2 separate regions of the Ovis aries genome follow, and region 2 is linked to region 1. Evidence: chromatin contacts called from public Hi-C data. All regions are on one chromosome and are shown on one strand. The core of a region is the stretch at or near the end of the contact, and the rest is flanking DNA. Distances in the headings are between cores, read along the strand shown. Region 1 overlaps LIMS1 (LIM zinc finger domain containing 1). Region 2 holds the start of EDAR (ectodysplasin A receptor).

Region 1 (3,839 bases), core at 492-2,991:
TGACTACACAGGTAACCAGCCCCTCTGACATGTAGATAGGCTCATTCATGGAGACTCTGGCAACTGTGAAAACAATTAAAAGATGGCTGGTCTCAAATGCTGTTTTATATAACTTTTTTAGAAAAGTAAATTCTTTAGGATCTCAAATCTGAAATTAAACTATTTTTGGTAAGTTTTCGCTCTCAGAGCAAGAATAGATTGGAGTTCATTTCAGCGGTCATGATTACCTGCCTTTCTGGTCAAGCACGATGCGTTCGACATTCCCACTAAATCTCATCCTTATCCCTGGTGGTTCAGCAGTTAAGACTCTGAGCTTCCACTGCAGAGGCCACAGTTCAACCCCTGGTCGAGGAACTGAGATCCCGCAAGTTGCTTGGCACAGTCAATAACAACAAAAAAATCTGTTTAATCCAGTCAGTTCAAAGTTAAGGCGACTGAATGCAGCTAAGAGACACATGATGTCACAGCGAAAAAAATCCAAATAATGTTGGTGTCAACACAGGGCTTCCCTGGTGGCTCAGTGATAATCTGCCTGCAATGCGGAAGACATGGGTTCTATACCTGAGTGGGGAAGATCTCCTAGAGAAGGAAACGGCAACCCCCTCCAGTATTCTTGCCTGGAGACTTCCATGGACAGAGGAGCCTGGCAGGCTACAGTTCATGGGGTCACAGAGTCGGACACGACTGAGCGACTAATGCTTAATGCTGCAGCTCTCTTCAAATGCAGACAAGAGTGGACAATTTTCAAATAAACGTTTCCCTCCCAAAGTACAGTTATTGTGGTAAATTTGTAGACAAATTTAATATGTTTAAAGAGCTTCCTGTTAAATAACTTAAACTCTAAAAATAAATCCATAGGAGAAAGAGCAATAGTATATAATGTATTTATTCCTCCCACATCTAAGTGGAAAAATCAAATGCATGAACGGAGGGTCCACAAACACACTGATGTGCTGCCCAGCATAGGTGTCAGAAGCAGGGTTCCCTCAAAGCCCCTTCCCCTCACAGGGAACACAGCAGTTTAACCCATAGCTTAATGTGGCAGGGGCTTTTCAGAACCTAAAACCTAAGAAAGAAATTCAGTAGGGGCAACAAAAACTAAAAATGGGTTGTCTGACTGAGGCAAGTTAACTTTGGAAATAGAAAACTCCTAAGCTCCTTAGTTACAAAGCTCTGAGGGTTTGTGATGTCCTTCCTTCCCTTCCAGATTACATTCAGAAGTTGCTCTGCCTTCCTCTGTGAAATCCATTTCAGTAACAAAGAACCTTGGAAGCCACCCCGACCCCCACCAAGACACCATCCACAAACCTTACCCCTAAAGAGCAGAGAAAGACTCCTCTCAAACGCGTCCTAAGAAGCCAAAGGGATGCATGTGTCCACCGTCCGCAGCTCTACCATTACCGGTAGCGGACTCAGGACTGAGAGAGGCCCGCGGGGCTCAGGCTGCCCATCCCCGTCCCCGCGGCTCCACTCACCTGAGTGCCTCCTCCCGCGGCCCCGGGAGCCGCAGGCTGTCCGGCCGGTCCCTCCGCCGGCGGTAGAGCCCCGACTGTGAGAGCTCTTTCAGCTGTAAGGCCGTCATGCTCCCGACCCTCCAGGGCCCGCCCCCGACCCCCGATCGCGACCCTCGGAGCCCGGCACCGACGGAGACCGTCCTGTCCCACGCGCACACCTGGCCCAGGGAGAGGCCTGGGGCGGCGGCGCCCTGCCCGGCGCTTCCTGCTTCCCCGACGCACCCCCTCCCTGGGCCGGGCTTATCTCCGCCTGCACCTGGGGGCGGGGGCGGGGGGGACCTGGTGCTCACGTGTTGACCAACAGGCAAAGCCTGGCGGCGGTGAGCCATCACACCGGCGCCGGCATGAATCCTACCAGCATCGTTCTGATCAAAACTGGCTGAAAAGTCCCTGAAAGGTAGCGACCAGAGGAGGGGCCTGCCCTGTTCTATTTGCCAGGAAACCCACCAACACTTCACAGGCAGCTGCTGGTGTCAAGAAGTGCCTGGTCATCAGGAGCTCCTAGGGACATTTTCCTTAAAAAAAAAAAAAAAAAAAAAAGGAAAGCCCAGTTCTCAAGGCAGCAGCTAGTTCCTCCCTCTCCACTGAGCTCTAAATCCTCTTTAGAAAGGAAGTGCCTTCTTTCCTCCCCCATTAAATGTTACTCAAAAATTCATAACTGAAAGGAAAGTGGTTTCTTCTACCAACCCCCATCCGGGGATTGTCTCAACCCAGGATCGCCTGGGGTCCCTTCACCTGAGATGCCCACAGTCTACCCAGAACTGTCCTGGGTACCCAGGAGCCCTGCATGTTTGACCCCAAATCAGGAGGGCTGGTCTGGTTCCTGGGGTGAAGAGTATAGGTGGGTGTCTGCAGAATGGGGGACAGACATCAGGGACATGTCCTTGTCACCCGGCCCCGCAGGATGCCAGCAAGACAGCAGGCAGCTCTGACTCAGCCTCTTCTCAGGACAGGCCACTCTTGCTCTCAGCCAGCAGCCTGGCTTTGTGGTTCCGGCAATTTGTCTGTGTCAGCATATTCCTGCCAGGATCTCCTCCAGGCTGAGAGCAGAATGGCTCTGAAAGTTCTTTTCACTCCAAGAGTTAAAGAGTTAACATACTCCCCTCTCTAATAGATCATGTATTGTGAATCCAAGTATTGGGACATCCCATGGAAGCAGGGTCTCTTCTTGGTCTCACTCCTTCACTCAGCATCACAGCCCTGGCTCCCCTGGGGCTGTGACCCTGATCCTGCAGCCCACTAGAAACATGACTTTCTACAGCTGCCATCAAAATGCAATATCCAGTTTTAAAGAAGATGCATTGGGGAAATTAGTAACGTTGTGTGTGTGTTAGTCACTTAGTCCTCGGACTCTCTGCTACTTCATGGACTGTAGCCCACTAGGCTTTCCTGTCCATGGGATTCTCAAGGCAAGAATAGTGGAGCGGGTTGCTATTCCCTTCTCCAGGGGATCTTCCAGAGCCAGGGATCAAACCCGGGTCTCCCACACTGCAGGCTGATTCTTTATGTCTGAGCCACCAGGGAAGCCCAAGTAATACTGTTACCACTCTAGATTTAATTAGTGATGAAAGGTTAAAAACAATGAAGTGACAGGTGTTGCTCTTCCTCTCTCTGGAGGGAGACACAGAAAACTGATACCAGGAGCCCTGGCACTGGGCAGAGCAGCAGAAGACAGCTGTATACCTTCTGGACTTTCACTGTGCTGCTTATTCAAAATAAATGCGAAAAATATAGAAGATTTACATATGCCTTTCGTACAAAGCTCTGGAATCCTACTGAGACCAAAAAAAAAAAAAAAAAAAAGCAAAGTTGAAAGTTTACAGTAAGAGAAACCTCAAATCAGGATTCCTAAAGTGTCTAATTCTTTTTGTCATGATCGGCGAAAAATGCAGAGAAACAATCTGTTTTTTTTTTTATTGTAAGCATCAAAACAGGTAAGACGCCTAATGAATAAAACACAATTACTTGTGGCCACTGCAGACACAGAAGCCTCAACATAGGACTGTAACACAGTTATATGGATATGTCCTATAACATAGGACATATGTATCTATAAGAAAATGTAAATAAGAGCGCTTGATTTTGTTTTTTGTTCATGGCATTTTCTTTTTTAACTTTTTATTTTGTATTGGGGTATAGCCAGTTAATAAGGCTGTAATAGTTTCATGTGAACAGCAAAGGGACTTAGCCATGCATATACATGTATCCATTCTCCCCCAAACCCCCCTCCATCCAGGCTGCCACATAACATTGAGCAGAGTTCCCTGTGCTGTCCTTGTTGGTTATCCATTTCAAATATAGCAGTGTGCACATGTCCATCCCAAA
Region 2 (3,839 bases), core at 849-3,348, 190 kb before region 1:
CACAGGAGCATTGAGATAGAGACTGGGGGGCAACTCGGCCAGCCAGGGGGGATCCCTGTTAAAATGGACCCATTCGGGCTTACCTCTGTTGCCAAGTTTCTGAGGACAGGTAAGGAGGAAGGGCTGTGGACTTAAACACCACCCAGAACACGTTATCCTCGTAAACTGATGCTTTTACTGCCTTCAGCTATACTCTGAAACTTTCTCATAAATATGCTAAAGATTGCATTAATAAACTGTTATGTATAATGCACTGAATTGACGCCGTGACCTGGTCATACTGCGGGCGCACACTCCCCAAATGTCGAGAGCTCCCACTGATAACACAGTGGCCATTTCTTGGGCCACTGTCCCATTTCCCCAAAGCCATGAATACTGGGAGATATATGAGCTTGCATACTGGAAAATGAATTTGTTGATGTTTAAATGAAGATGTCAATATTTTGTATTTCCAAATTCAGTTTTCCCCCTTCTCTTAGTTTTTCTGCTGCAAATAGGTCTTATAAGACTCATATGTTTCCCTTTATTAGAAAAGCACACTGGTCTGTGCTATGAGACTGAATGACAACATTGCGGGTCACAGAAAAGACTTAGCATTTTGAACCTTTGTGCTGCTCAGGCCCCCAAGGTCATTCATGGGAGGATCAATTTTATTATATTTCTGTTTACTGCTGACATCACTGGGGGGCAGGAGTGGATGTCACAGGGAGGCAAGCAGGGGGAGCTAAGGGCATAGTTGGATGCTCACTTTGCCCCCACCCATCCCTGACTGCAGTTTCCTCTGCACCATGTCTGTGCCCCCTCCCTGGAGAGGGTTCTTTTGTGAGAAGCAGTGTCCAGGGTACAAACCCTGGGCAAACGGAGAAGAGTAGCTAGACTTAGTTCTTTATTAGCCGCACATGTTGGGTTTGACCAAGTTCTGTTAAATAAACACAGAACCTCACATCGGTGGATAAAATCTGGTGATGCCCGCCTCATTCAGGGTATATATGGTTATCTAGAATTATATGGGGTGTCTATGGTTATCTGCAGTCATAGGGGGTGTATGGTTATCTGCAGTTGAAGAGGGTATATGGTTATCTAGAGTTATATGGGGGGTCTATGGTTATCTGTAGTCACAGGGGGTATATGATTCTTTAGAGTTACATGGGTTGTGTGATTATCTGCCAGAAGAAAAATTGACAACCTCAGATGATACCACCCTTATGGCAGAAAGCAAAGAGGAACTAAAGAGCCTCTTGAAGGTGAAAGAGGAGAGTGAAAAAGTTGGCTTAAACCCCAACATTCAAAAAACAAAAATCATGGCATCCGGTCCCATCACTTCATGGCAAATAGATGGGGAAACAATGGAAACAGTTACAGGCTTTATTTTCTTGGGCTCCAAAATCACTACAGATGGTGACTGCAGCCATGAAATTAAAAGATGCTTACTCTTTGGAAGAAAAGCTATGACAAACCTAGGTATTGTATTAAAAAGCAGAGACATTATCTTGCAAACAAAGGTCCATCTAGTCGAAGCTATGGTTTTTCCTGTAGTCATGTATGGATGTGAGAGTTGGACTGTAAAGAAAGCTGAGTGCTGAAGAACTGATGCTTTTAAACTGTGGTGTTGCAGAAGGCTCTTGAGAGTCCCTTGGACTGCAAGGCGATCCAACCAGTCAATTCTAAAGGAGATCAGTCCTGAATCATCATTGGAGGTACTGATGCTGAAGCTGAAGCTCCATTATTTTGGCCACCTGATGCAAAGAACTGACTCACTGGAAAAAACCCTCCTGATGCTGGGAAAGATTGAAGGCAGCAGGAAAAAGGGACGACAGGATTTTGATGCCAATTTAGTTTTTTGCTGTTCTTGTGCTCAAAGGCTTTGCTTGTTTGAAGTGAAGCAAGACCCCCGCCCCCTAAGAAAAGGGAGTCAATGATTTTATAGTTCCAAAGGCATCTTTGGGCAGGAAGTCAGAGCAGGTGCAGTGGGCCGGAGCAGAGTTGTCCCCCCATCCCGCGCCGCCTCCACGCCCCCGCCCAACACTGGTGGCTGCTGCAGGGAGAAGCCTCTAGAGGGCGCAGGTGAGCCCGCACGCGGGAGGCCCCGGGAGGGGACAGGCAGTCAGGGAAGAGCACGGCGTCCTGGGAGCGGAGGGAAGTGGGCTGACGGTGAGCGACCGGAGCCCAGGCAGCTCTGTGGCCGCCTGCCCTGCCAGCACCTGCTCCCTGGACACGGCCTGCAGCCACCTGTGAGCCCAGGGGCCACAACGGAACGGAGCCTGGCTTTCTTCAAGGACCATCTTCTGCTGGGATTGGAAACAGACCCCCCGGTGGGGTCCAGGTAAGGCTTATCCTTCTCTCATGGTTTCCTAAGCGATTGGGCTATGGATGAGATGGAGGTGTCACCGTCCGGGACAGCCCAGGTGCATTTTTGAAATGCGTGTCATTTTTGGGTTGCGTTTCAACAAGCTTTCCCGATTACCATGCGTCTGTGCTACTGGTTCTAAGACCTGAGAGTGTTCCTTTGTTTTCAGGGAAACACCAGACACCCCATTTTGCTACTAGCTGTGTGTCTGGTGAAAGAGCTGCATCTGTGTGCTCAGCAGGTTTGGGGGCTCAGTGCTGAGAGCCTGGAGTCTCCTGGAGCCTGGAGGTGTGCTGTTCCAGGACCGTGAGCTGTGTGCAGCAGCGGGGGTCCCCAAATGTCCCCAGAGCCACCTTCCTGGGTGGTTCTGAATCAAGGCCAAAGTTGTGGCCCCCATGTTTTGGGGTGGGTGTGGGGACAGAGAGTGACTGGGGGGAGATACTTGTCTGGTGGCTCCGGCTGTCACTCCAGATGAGTCTCCGCTCAATACCCTGACAGCTCAGGGGCAACTAGGGTTCCCACCCCAGAGCCACTGATTCCCCATCTTTCCGCCACCGTAACTGTACCTGCTTCTCCCAGGAGGTTGGAGGTGTTGGGGAGCGGGACAGAGGGGGAGGGTCCGAGAGGGACGGTAAAGCCACAGGGGTGAGTGAGGAGGAGTGAAAGTCCCTCCATCCATCAGGGGAGTTTGATGGAGTCGGGGGTGGGGGTAATCGTGATGAGAGAGGAAGCTCAGCCCATCCTGTCTGAGGTTCTGAAGTTGTGCTGAGACACTTTGCAACTAAGGGTGAAACTGCAGCTGATTCAGATATTAAAGAGGGAAAAACCATGATGAACCAAAGGAGAAAAAAGAATCAATTCAGATAACAGAAATATTTCCTGCCCAACTCTGAGATCTCTAAGCCTTAATAGCTTCCAAGTTACATCTTGACAGGGTCTGCCGTAAAGAGGGCTACTCTACAAAGTTGGGGAATGGGTGTTCATCCTGATGACACCCCAGGTCCGTTGTCACCGGGGAGAGGATAGGCCCTGCCTGGGCTTGCTCAGCTGGGGTCTCTCTGCCCCTATCCCCTCCCCCAGGTGAGCCAGGCGATGAAGGACAGTCCCATGACAGCACGTTTGGAGGGCAGTCCTGGAAGCACATGTCTTTGGAGGAAAAAGTAAATAAAATTTCCCTGAAATGTTTGAACTTCACTCTCTGATTACCATCCAGTTTCTGAAAGTAAACAAGGTATTCGCTTTGTGGAAGATTCATATTTGTGAAGTTCAGACTTGAAGGGGGCCTCGCCCTCTTCCCTGGGTGTCAGTGTGTAACCCCAGCCCCTCATGCAGCTCTGCCATGCACAGCCCTAGTCTGACCCCTACATCCCAGGATGTAAACCCCACCAGCTCTTTTAACTGGGGGCATCCTCCTCCCATCAAAATTCCTGAGGTCCCCAAGGACCATAGATGGAAGACAGGTCACCCAAGTTTTCTTCCTAACTTCTGCAGT

What was found. A called contact is a pair of places that touch in the nucleus more often than the background predicts.
Region 2: a contact with region 1 is called in a Hi-C map of liver, with 2.4 times the contacts expected there. The contact joins the promoter of EDAR here to the enhancer-like site in region 1. A contact is called at or near these places in 2 of 16 Hi-C or Micro-C datasets (liver and muscle).

What each region holds. Positions count from the first base shown.
Region 1 is chr3:61,995,038-61,998,876 of ARS-UI_Ramb_v3.0, reverse strand. All of the region lies in intron 1 of LIMS1 (LIM zinc finger domain containing 1), which reads right to left. Among named protein-coding and RNA genes, the nearest start is that of LIMS1, 48 kb to the right of the region's middle. Within about 2 kb of position 1,741, at least 13 of the 54 cell types and tissues checked have an H3K27ac peak or open chromatin away from gene starts, as enhancers often do. A contact at or near this core is called in liver and muscle, where this site is marked.
Region 2 is chr3:62,185,348-62,189,186 of ARS-UI_Ramb_v3.0, reverse strand. It overlaps EDAR (ectodysplasin A receptor), which reads left to right and starts at 2,098. Exons shown (of 12, transcript XM_060412131.1): 1 at 2,098-2,323.